Linked DNA regions of Mus musculus: region 1 is linked to region 2. The links are chromatin contacts, called in public promoter capture Hi-C maps. All regions are on one chromosome and are shown on one strand. The core of a region is the stretch at or near the end of the contact, and the rest is flanking DNA. Distances in the headings are between cores, read along the strand shown. Region 1 holds the start of Serf2 (small EDRK-rich factor 2). Region 2 holds the start of Lrrc57 (leucine rich repeat containing 57).

Region 1 (4,617 bases), core at 912-3,411, 840 kb after region 2:
CCAGTGGGCAGTTAGGCAAGGAGGAGGATGGGGAGAGAAAGAAAAATTGAAACATATTAACATTAATAGCAGGAGCCGTAGTGATGACTCAGTTGTGGTTAAGAGGATAACAATATTTCAGCAGAGGGGCGGGATTTGGTTCTCAACACACACACACTGGGTGGTTCATATCCACCTGTAACTACTCTGCCACGAAGCTATCCAACACACTTTTCTGGCCTTTATGGGTACTACACAAACCCACACCCAGACACATATACACACACATATTTTTGAAAAAAAATCTTTAAAAATATTAATAGTTCAAGTGGGATTGAACATAGGAAAAATTGAAGATGGTAATGTTTTGTTTTGTGGTTTTGTTTCCTATCTGCTCTTCACAAAGCCAGTTTGAAGTCTTAGTCTCAACTTGATTCTGGGATAGGCATTAGTTTACAGTCCCATCAAAATTTACCACCATACATTTAAATTCATTTCCTTCATCCCGGTGTGTGTCTTTAGAGAACAACTTTCACTTTTATCTTATTTATTTATTTATTTATTTTGATTTTTCGAGACAGGGTTTCTCTGCATAGCCTTGGCTGTCCTGAGACAGGGTTTCTCTGCATAGCCCTGGCTGTCCTGGAACTCAGAAATCCGCCTGCCTCTGCCTCCGGAGTGCTGGGATTAAAGGCGTGTGCCACCACTGTCTTTTATTATCTTTCTGAGGCAGGGTCTGTCATTGTTTCTGTTGGATTGCTTTTGCTTTGTATTCCAGGCTCACTGGTCCTTGAACTTCCAGAAAATTCTCCCATCTCTACCTCTCTTCTCACTATGGGAGTAGTAGGATTACAGATAACACACCACCATACCTACCATTTTATGAGAGTTCATGGATCCAGTCCTGCGACCCCTTAATAAAGTTCCTTATGTAGTGGTGACCCCCAACCATAGAATTATTTTTTGTTTTTGTTTTTCGAGACAACAGCTGTGTAGCCCTAGCTGTCCTGGAACTCACTCTGTAGACCAGGCTGGCCTCGAACTCAGAAATCCGCCAAGTGCTGGGATTAAAGGCGTGCGCCACCACCGCCCGGCTAGAATTATTTTTAAACTGTAATTTTTCTATTATAAATCGTAGTGTAAATATCTGTGTTTTTCAGTAGTCTTAGGCGACTCTGGTGAAAGAGTGGAGTGAAGTCTCTGAATTCAGCTGCTTAGTGAAGGTACTGGACAGGATAAAGTGCCTCTGGTCAGCAGGAAACGCATCCTACTGTTCTGGTTCATGTTGGGGTTATTTCATGATAGTTTAGCAGAATTCCTGTTGTCTTGGACCTGGGAAGGGAGAGAAGGCTTAACTAATCTTTTCTACAGGGGGCGCGCGCATCTGTGATTCAGCAACCGAAAATAAAGATTTAGTTACCAGCCTGATTTCTCTTACAAACCAAATGTAAGGTTTAGGGGAAATGATACAATGTAGGCACGGTCGAGAGAGAGGAGAGAGGAGGAGAGAGGAGACAGAGAGACAGAGACAGAGAGAGAGAGAGAGAGAGAGAGAGAGAGAGAGAGAGAGAGAGAGAGAAAGAGAGAGATGCAAACTAATAAAATAGGAGCATTCCCTAATCTCGGTTCCTGAAGTAACTCCACAGTCAGATTCGGGTATGCTTCGTCACCCCCAAGGCACATTCAAAGTTTCTGTGGGCAGTCTTAAGTCCAGTTCAGTAGTGGAGATGTGCATGCAGGAGCTCTGGACTCAAGCTCTTGGGAAATGATTGCAGGATCACTTTATGACACACTAAAACTGGCTGCGCTTAGGGGCGAGGAAAGTGGAAAGGGGTTTCCTAATTGTCTGCGTATGTTTTCAGACAACTGTGGCAAGTGTTCGGCCAAGAGGCTCGGAGACCGGGGAACCGCACTAAGTTTAGCTCCAGAGAACTGATAGCACATAACCGGATGAACGACCTAGGAAATCCCGCCCTCACCCCGTCCCGTCCCCGCCCCGCCCCTCCCCCGCGTTCCTTCGGGGCGACTTTGTCAGTCAGTACCCTAAACTGTCCCACATGAGGTCACTTTGCCTAGTCACGTGCCCGGCCCCGTCGGAGCGCCACATCGCCAGCCGCACCCCTCCACCCCCCGGCCACGTGACCCGGCCTAGTTTCTACAGGCTGGGACCCAGCGCTCCGGGGAAGCCCCGCCCCGTGCCAGCGCTCCGCCCGCCGAGCTCCGCTCTTCGCCCTCCGGGACTGGCGCGTGGCACCGCACTCCACGTGTTTCCCCCTGCCCAATGAAAGCGGGCGCCCGGGCGTGAAGGGGCGGGAGGAAGAAGACGACTTGGTGGCGTCGCGCGAAGGGGGCGGGGCCTGCAACGTCGGCCCGAACGAGGGGGACGCAACGGAGGCAGGTTGGAGCCGCTGCCGTCGCCATGACCCGTGAGTGCTGGGACCTTTTCCTCTCTCCCTTTTCTTTCTGCTCTCGCTCCCCGCGCGCCCGGGTGCCGGCGTGTGCGTCCCCTCGGCTTCCCCGGCGGGCGGAAGGGTCTTTAGGGAGCGCTCTCCAGCTGCCTCCCGCCCAGCCGGAAGCGCAGCCCTCTGCACGCCGCCACTTGCGGAGACCCCTGTGTTGGGCGCGGGCCGCCGCCGGCTTTCCGCGCTGGGGAAGCCGGGTTCCCTGAGTGGTGGGCCCCGGCGCGTGCCCGTGAGGCCCCGGCGCGTCCCACACACCGCAGCAGCTGTCTGGGCCCCCGCGCCGCCTCAAACTTGACGCGCGCCGCCAGCAGTCTCGACCGCACCGTCCTCCCGCACCCCCAAGTTAACCTACCCCGGGCAGCCGAAGCCCCGCGATGGGGTCGGCGCTGCGGCGGGGGTTGGGGGGACGGTCGGGGTCCCAGTTGCGGGGAGGAGGGGCGCTGGTGTGTACGTGGAGCGGCTCCGGCGTCTCACTTTGTACCTTCTCTTCTTCTTAGGCGGTAACCAGCGAGAGCTCGCCCGCCAGAAGAACATGAAGAAGCAGAGCGACTCGGTTAAGGGAAAGCGCCGAGATGATGGGCTTTCTGCTGCCGCCCGCAAGCAGAGGTAGCCCCAGGGAGGGAAAAGGAAGGGTCGGGCCGGGACTGGACGGGGAGACCTGGGTTAGAGAAAGGGGTGTACCAGGAGAGAGAGCTATTGCAGGGTCCAAGTCTAGGTTAGATGTGAGGGGCAGAGTGCATTGCTTCCTCTAGGGTTTTATTTCCTCCCCACTCTAAATTGTTAGGTCACAGCCATACAGGAAGGGACTGGGGCGGGTCCCTGTCCGCAGGCTGATTTCTGCGGGCCTTAGTTCTGACCTTAAGGGCAAGGGCAGGGGCTTCACATATCAAGTGTAGTTGTTTTGACAGCCCAGTACTTTTGACCCTCCTTGCTGCTTGTCTCTCCTCCCTCTTCCCGACTTTCTCACTAGTGTTGTTGGGGTGTGGTACTTAGTACAGAATAGAGAGCCTTGGGCCTGAGCGGCCAGACTTCTGACCCCTTGGGCAACAGCCATATGGAGACTGATTGATTGCCTTTTGACCCTTAGCTCTGTTCCTCTTGTTCTCCTAGGGTGGGAATATAGCAGCCATATGCTGAACTTTGTCCCATCCACTTCCATCTTATCCTCTGTACCCTTCATCCCCTGCATCTTGTCCTTTTTGCCCTCTGGTACCTCCCAGTGCCCCATCATCTCTACCCCCAGGGACTCGGAGATCATGCAGCAGAAGCAGAAAAAGGCAAACGAGAAGAAGGAGGAACCCAAGTAGCCTTGTGGCTTCGTGTCCAACCCTCTTGCCCTCCGCCTGTGTGCCTGGAGCCAGTCCCACCATGCTCGAGTTTCTTCCTGTAGTGCTCACAGGTCCCAGCACCGATGGCATTCCCTTTGCCCTGAGTCTGCAGCGGGTTCCTTTTGTGCTTCCTTCCCCTCAGGTAGCCTCTCTCCCTCTGGGCCACTCCTGGGGGTGAGGGGGTTACCCCTTCCCAGTGTTTTTTATTCCTGTGGGGCACACCCCAAAGTATTAAAAGTAGCTTTGTAATTCCTTGAGCGCCTGGTTTGACTGGGGATTGGGGGCATGGGGATGGAGGAGTGACTGCCCTTCCCCACTAAAAGGGGGGAGTTTTGTTAGGCACCTAAGAGATTATGGATTTGTAGACTTCATAAGGAAAACATCACAGAAGAAGCCTTTATTTTAACTATTGCAACCGGAAAAGCACTCCAGTTATATGGCAGAGGAGTCCTCTAAGAACTATAGAGACTTCTTTTCTGTGATTTTTATCCCCCACACCGACCTTGGACACCATCCCCAGGATGGTATTGAGGGTCATAAGAGGGAAGGATCTAAGACCCAAATTTATGTCTCTTCATTCTTTGTTTGCTTGAAAGTTGGCCAAAAAAAAAAATCCTGCTGCTCACCAACTTCTGGTGGTCAGCCACTCTGGATGCTCACATTCTCTTCTGTTCTGTCAATCCTCATGGAATGAAGGTGGTTTTTGTCTTCCATTTCCTTTGACCTCAAGACCAGGATTAAAACCTATGGTAGCCTCTGCTCCCTTCTTCCCCTGCCCTGGTTTGTTCTGTGGTCTGGGCTTCTTCCACCACTGCTTAGGGCTGAGCTACTCATTTCCTTTTGATTGC
Region 2 (4,401 bases), core at 12-2,511:
CGATAGAATTAATGACATTTATAAAAAGACAGTATGGTAGCCTGCTTCATCTTGTTTTTGAGACAGGATCTCATTAAGTTGTCTAGGATAGCCTTGAAATTAAGATCTTTCTGCCTCAACCTCTGAGTAGCTGGGGCTACTGTAGGTCTAAGTCACCAGGTCTGGCTTCTTACATAGAATTCTCACAGGTCATGTTTAGGTTTCACAAACTGTTTGGGAGGTTAAGAAGCCATCAAAATGCAGAAAATTGTGTATGTGTGTAAGGGGTTCCTTTTGCTTAGCTGTATTCTAAAAACGATCTGAGGGAGTTTAAAAGATCCTCCCATTCCACCCTGCCCCGAAATTAGATAACTGTTTATATCGATTCCCAAAGGTCTTCCAGGTCCAAATTAACCTAGTAATAATCATTATACCACCCAAAGAGGCTTTTATATTTAATTACAAGAGATTAAAGCTTCAATACTCTAACATTCTGCATCCCCTAAAATGATTTCATAACAAAAATCATCTAACAGGAAAAACACCCTTCATAACTGCTGATTACTAGCAAAAGCTGCCCAGACACAAATTCCATACTCAGTTTGTTGTTGTTGAGGGAGAGGCTCTTTAGCAGAGTGAACTTTCCTATTATCAGAGGCGGTAGGCTGTCAATCTTGTTGTTGGATAAATCGATGGTCCTAAGATTGCTTGTCAGCTTCTGCAACTCTGAGGGGAACTGGAGAAAGGAGCTCACAGTTTGGAAAAATCCTGCACCAATAGTCTTCGCCACCCCGCCAACCCTAGCCCTTTTAGTTTCTTGGTCCGGTCCCCTCAGGTCTCACCTCGGTCAGACCACGGTCTTTAAGCTGAAAGACACCAGTTTTCTGCGCTGTTTCCACATGAGCACGGAGAGCACTGTTACCCATCCTAGCGCCACGGCTCAGTTCCCTGCAGGAAAAGAAGCATAGCTGTCACCGCCTAGTCTAGACATACAGTCGTCGCTAAATCTCCCGTTTGGGTCTCCTGTCCCAATTGTCACCTTCTGCCTATCCCTACTTCCCTGGGGCCAGCCCAAGAGTGGCAAGGAGAAAACAGGCGAGCAGGCAGCGCTACCACAAGGTCCTGATGCTTTGGCAGCAGAGCTAAGGGCCAGGGAGCCTCCGATAGCTGCTGCCGGAACAGGGAGCTTGAGACTCGCCTCCTACCGCTCAGTGCAAAGAAGACTCCGCCAGGGAACACCGGGGACCCGCGCTCGCCTGAGACGCGCTCCCAGGGCTTCCGCCCGGGCAGGAACGCCCTGTGACATCATCAAACCGCGCGCCTGTTCGCGGTGTTGCCCCTCACTCCTCGCGCCAGTTCCAGAGGTGTGCGGAAGCCATGGCGGCCGCCAACCCGTGGGACCCAGCGTCCTCGCAGACTGCAGCTGGGTTACTGCTAAACCACTTGGTAGCTTCGGGCATAGTCACTAAGGTACGTGGGGGCGGCGATGGCGTCATCAAGGTGGCGACAGAATTCTGCTGTGAGGTGGTGGTCCTGGTTATGCGGGCGTGAGTGAGCCAGCTGAGGACTGTGACCATACTCCCGTGGGTTCTTCGAGTGTGAGGGACTGAGTGGCTGGTGCACTGAGTGACTGAGCACTCTGTTTTGAGTGCCTGCGGGTTATCCCAGGACGGTTTGTGGGAGATGGAACAGCGCTCCACTTTTTTTTTCTTCCAGTGACACTACCTCTAGAACAAGTGTTCCTAAGGCTGCGACCCTTTAATACAGTTCTTCTGTAGGACCCCCGATATGGGGACTCCTACTCTAGTCCAGGGATAGGGTGCACCCACGAACACACAAGAATCCTTCTTGTTGCAATACACACGAGGCTTTATTGGCAGAGCTCTGGGCCGACACGTACCTCACACAGGAGGCAGGGGAGTCGACCCCGAGTCTCCAGAGCTAGGGGTTTTTGTAAAAGAAAAAGGGATAGGGATGCGAGGAATTTTAACAAAGGTATGGGATTGGGTCATTCAAACATTAACAGTAAGATTACATGTCAGCCAAAGGGCATCCGGACCTTGTTCCTGTGGGCTGGGGGCTTAACTTTGTTCTCATAGCAACCAGGTGATGTATGAAGCAATGCTGGGCCTCCAAGAAAAGGCCAAAATCTTTCACAGCGTAATGCCATCACAGTTCACCCTTATTATTTTAGCACTATTTATTTAGAGACCGAGTCTTGCTGTGTAGCCCTAGATGGTCTGTAACTCACTATCCCTGGCATTACAGGTGTGTACCGCCATGCCTGGCTGTTAACTCACTTTATAAGATGATATGGCAAAGAGGAGAGGGTAATGGGATCTAATTCTTCCAGCTTGCTGAGAGATACTGGAAGATTTTTTAGTCTTTTTAGGTGTTTCCTTTTTTTTAATGGAGAGGTGTCCTCACTCTATCCTAGGCTAGCCTTGAACACTGAGCCATCTTCCTGCTTCCAGCTCCTAAGACTCCCAAGTCTCTCGTGTCAACCATATGGAGGGCTGAATTTAGATCCCTAACGCCCAAGTAAAAGCAGTATGTGATGGTGCGTGTCCTAGAGCTAGGGGCCAGATACAGGTGGGGCTTGCTGGCTAGCTAGTCTAACCCAATCTATGTTACTATTGGGGTCTGGGCTAGAAAGATTTAGGTTCCTGGCCTCTTATCTAAAGAATTGAAAACAGCTTTATTCTGAGGGAAGGAATAACACAGAATATAGAGAGATATAGCATCAAGATTGAAAGCAGAACACTACAAAGGTCCCAGGTTATAGCCTGAGCTCTAAAGGAAGGAATTGTTTACATACAGGCATGGTTTGAGTGGTTCTCTACTCTTTTTTTTTTTAAGATATATTTATTTTGTAAATGATTATTATATATATATGAATGTATGTGTATCATGTGCATGCCTGTTGCCCATGGAGGTCAGAAGAAAGCATTGGATCCCCATGGAACTGGAGTAAGCCCCCATGTGGTTGCTGGGAATTGAACCTGGGTCCTCTGCAAGAACAACAAATGCTCTTAAATGCCAAGCCAGCTTTCTTTCCAGTCCTGTTTCTCTACTTTGGTTGATAGATTAGGTCAAACATTCTTTTCTTCTAGTGTCCATGTTCCTTCCTATAGCATCTGATTTTAATCATATGTATACTGTAGTGCTTTGAGTGAAAATGGCCTCTATAGACTCATATATTTGAATACCTAGTACCCATTTGATGGAAGGATTTCACCTGTTTGGGAAATATTAGGAAATGTGGTCTTGGTGGAGGATGTTTGTCTTTGAGCGTGGGCTTGGAGGCTCTTTTGGCCTCATGCTTATCTCTCAACACGTAAGTTCTCAGCTTCTTCTCCCATGCTATTTCTGTCTGCAACCATGCTGTCTGTCAAGATAGTCATAGACTCATAGACTCTTAACTTATGGAAGCATGAGCCCAAAAATTAAATGCTTATGGAGGTCAGGTGATTAATGGAGTTTTGGCTGAAGTCCAACTCACTGTTAGGTCCATTGAGTTCCCAAACTTATCCTGTAGTTATTTCCCCAGTTCCAGAATGTATATTTGGGATAAATATACTTAGAAGTCGGCAGAATTCCCATATTGGTTTCCTGACTTGTGGAGTGAGGGCTATTATGTTTTGAAAGGCCAAATGGAAGACATCGAAGTTGCCTCTACCAGGAAAAATAGTGAATCAAAGACAGTATTACATCCTAGGAGGAATTGCAGAAATTAGCAACACAACCAAGGACCTAAAAGATGCAGGGGTGGTTGTTTACAACACATTTCCTTTTAACTATCCTATCTGGCCAGTACAGAGGACAGATGGATCATGGAGAGTGACACTATGACCATCAAAAATTTAATCCAGCTGGGCACTGGTGGGACATCCCTTTAATATCAGCACACAGATATGCAAAACATTCTCTCTCCCTCTCTCTCTCTCTCTGCATATGTGTGTATCTGTCTGTCTGTCTGTCTGTCTGTCTTGTGCACACACACACATACACACAAACATGGTGTTATGCTGTTCACTTAGAAAATAGAGGTGTGAAGGTTAGAAGTTGTAGGACATCCTTGGCTGTACAGCAAGCTCAAGGCTAGCTTGGGCTGCATGAGTCCTCATCAAAAATAAAAACAGATTTTAATATGTTCTTTATGTTAGCTGCAGCTGTGAACATACTATCGTTTTAGTCCCTTGTGTTGTATCTCGGTGTGCTAACTTTGAAACTTCTATGCTTTCCCTGATTATTTACCATAGGAGATGTTAGATGTATCTAAGAAAATGGCTCCTTGCTTTGTGAACTTTTCCAGATTACAACAGATCTCAGATATTCAAGCTGAAATCTACCAGGTAAATTATGAACTTTTCACTTCTACTTCTCCATTTAAAAAGTGTGGTGTATGCTGGGTTGTATTTT

What was found. Promoter capture Hi-C pulls out the DNA fragments that hold promoters and counts their contacts.
Region 1: a promoter capture Hi-C map of erythroid cells shows a contact between it and region 2, with 2.5 times the contacts expected there. The contact joins the promoter of Serf2 here to the promoter of Lrrc57 in region 2. A contact is called at or near these places in 3 of 39 promoter capture datasets (the C10 cell line, erythroid cells and neutrophils), 1 of 115 datasets of contacts at active chromatin or transcription factors (memory CD8 T cells) and 1 of 9 other capture datasets (adipose tissue).

The regions. Positions count from the first base shown.
Region 1 is chr2:121,447,037-121,451,653 of GRCm38.p6, forward strand. It overlaps Serf2 (small EDRK-rich factor 2), which reads left to right and starts at 2,162. Exons shown (of 3, transcript NM_011354.3): 1 at 2,162-2,405; 2 at 2,939-3,047; 3 at 3,685-4,617. The coding sequence starts at 2,399. The coding sequence ends at 3,748. It overlaps Serinc4 (serine incorporator 4), which reads right to left. Exons shown (of 12, transcript NM_001025371.2): 12 at 4,141-4,617.
Region 2 is chr2:120,608,097-120,612,497 of GRCm38.p6, forward strand. Lrrc57 (leucine rich repeat containing 57) reads right to left here and starts at 1,262. Exons shown (of 6, transcript NM_001159612.1): 1 at 1,019-1,262; 2 at 822-927; 3 at 577-715. The coding sequence starts at 905. Haus2 (HAUS augmin-like complex, subunit 2) reads left to right here and starts at 1,286. Exons shown (of 6, transcript NM_025475.3): 1 at 1,286-1,449; 2 at 4,242-4,334. The coding sequence starts at 1,357.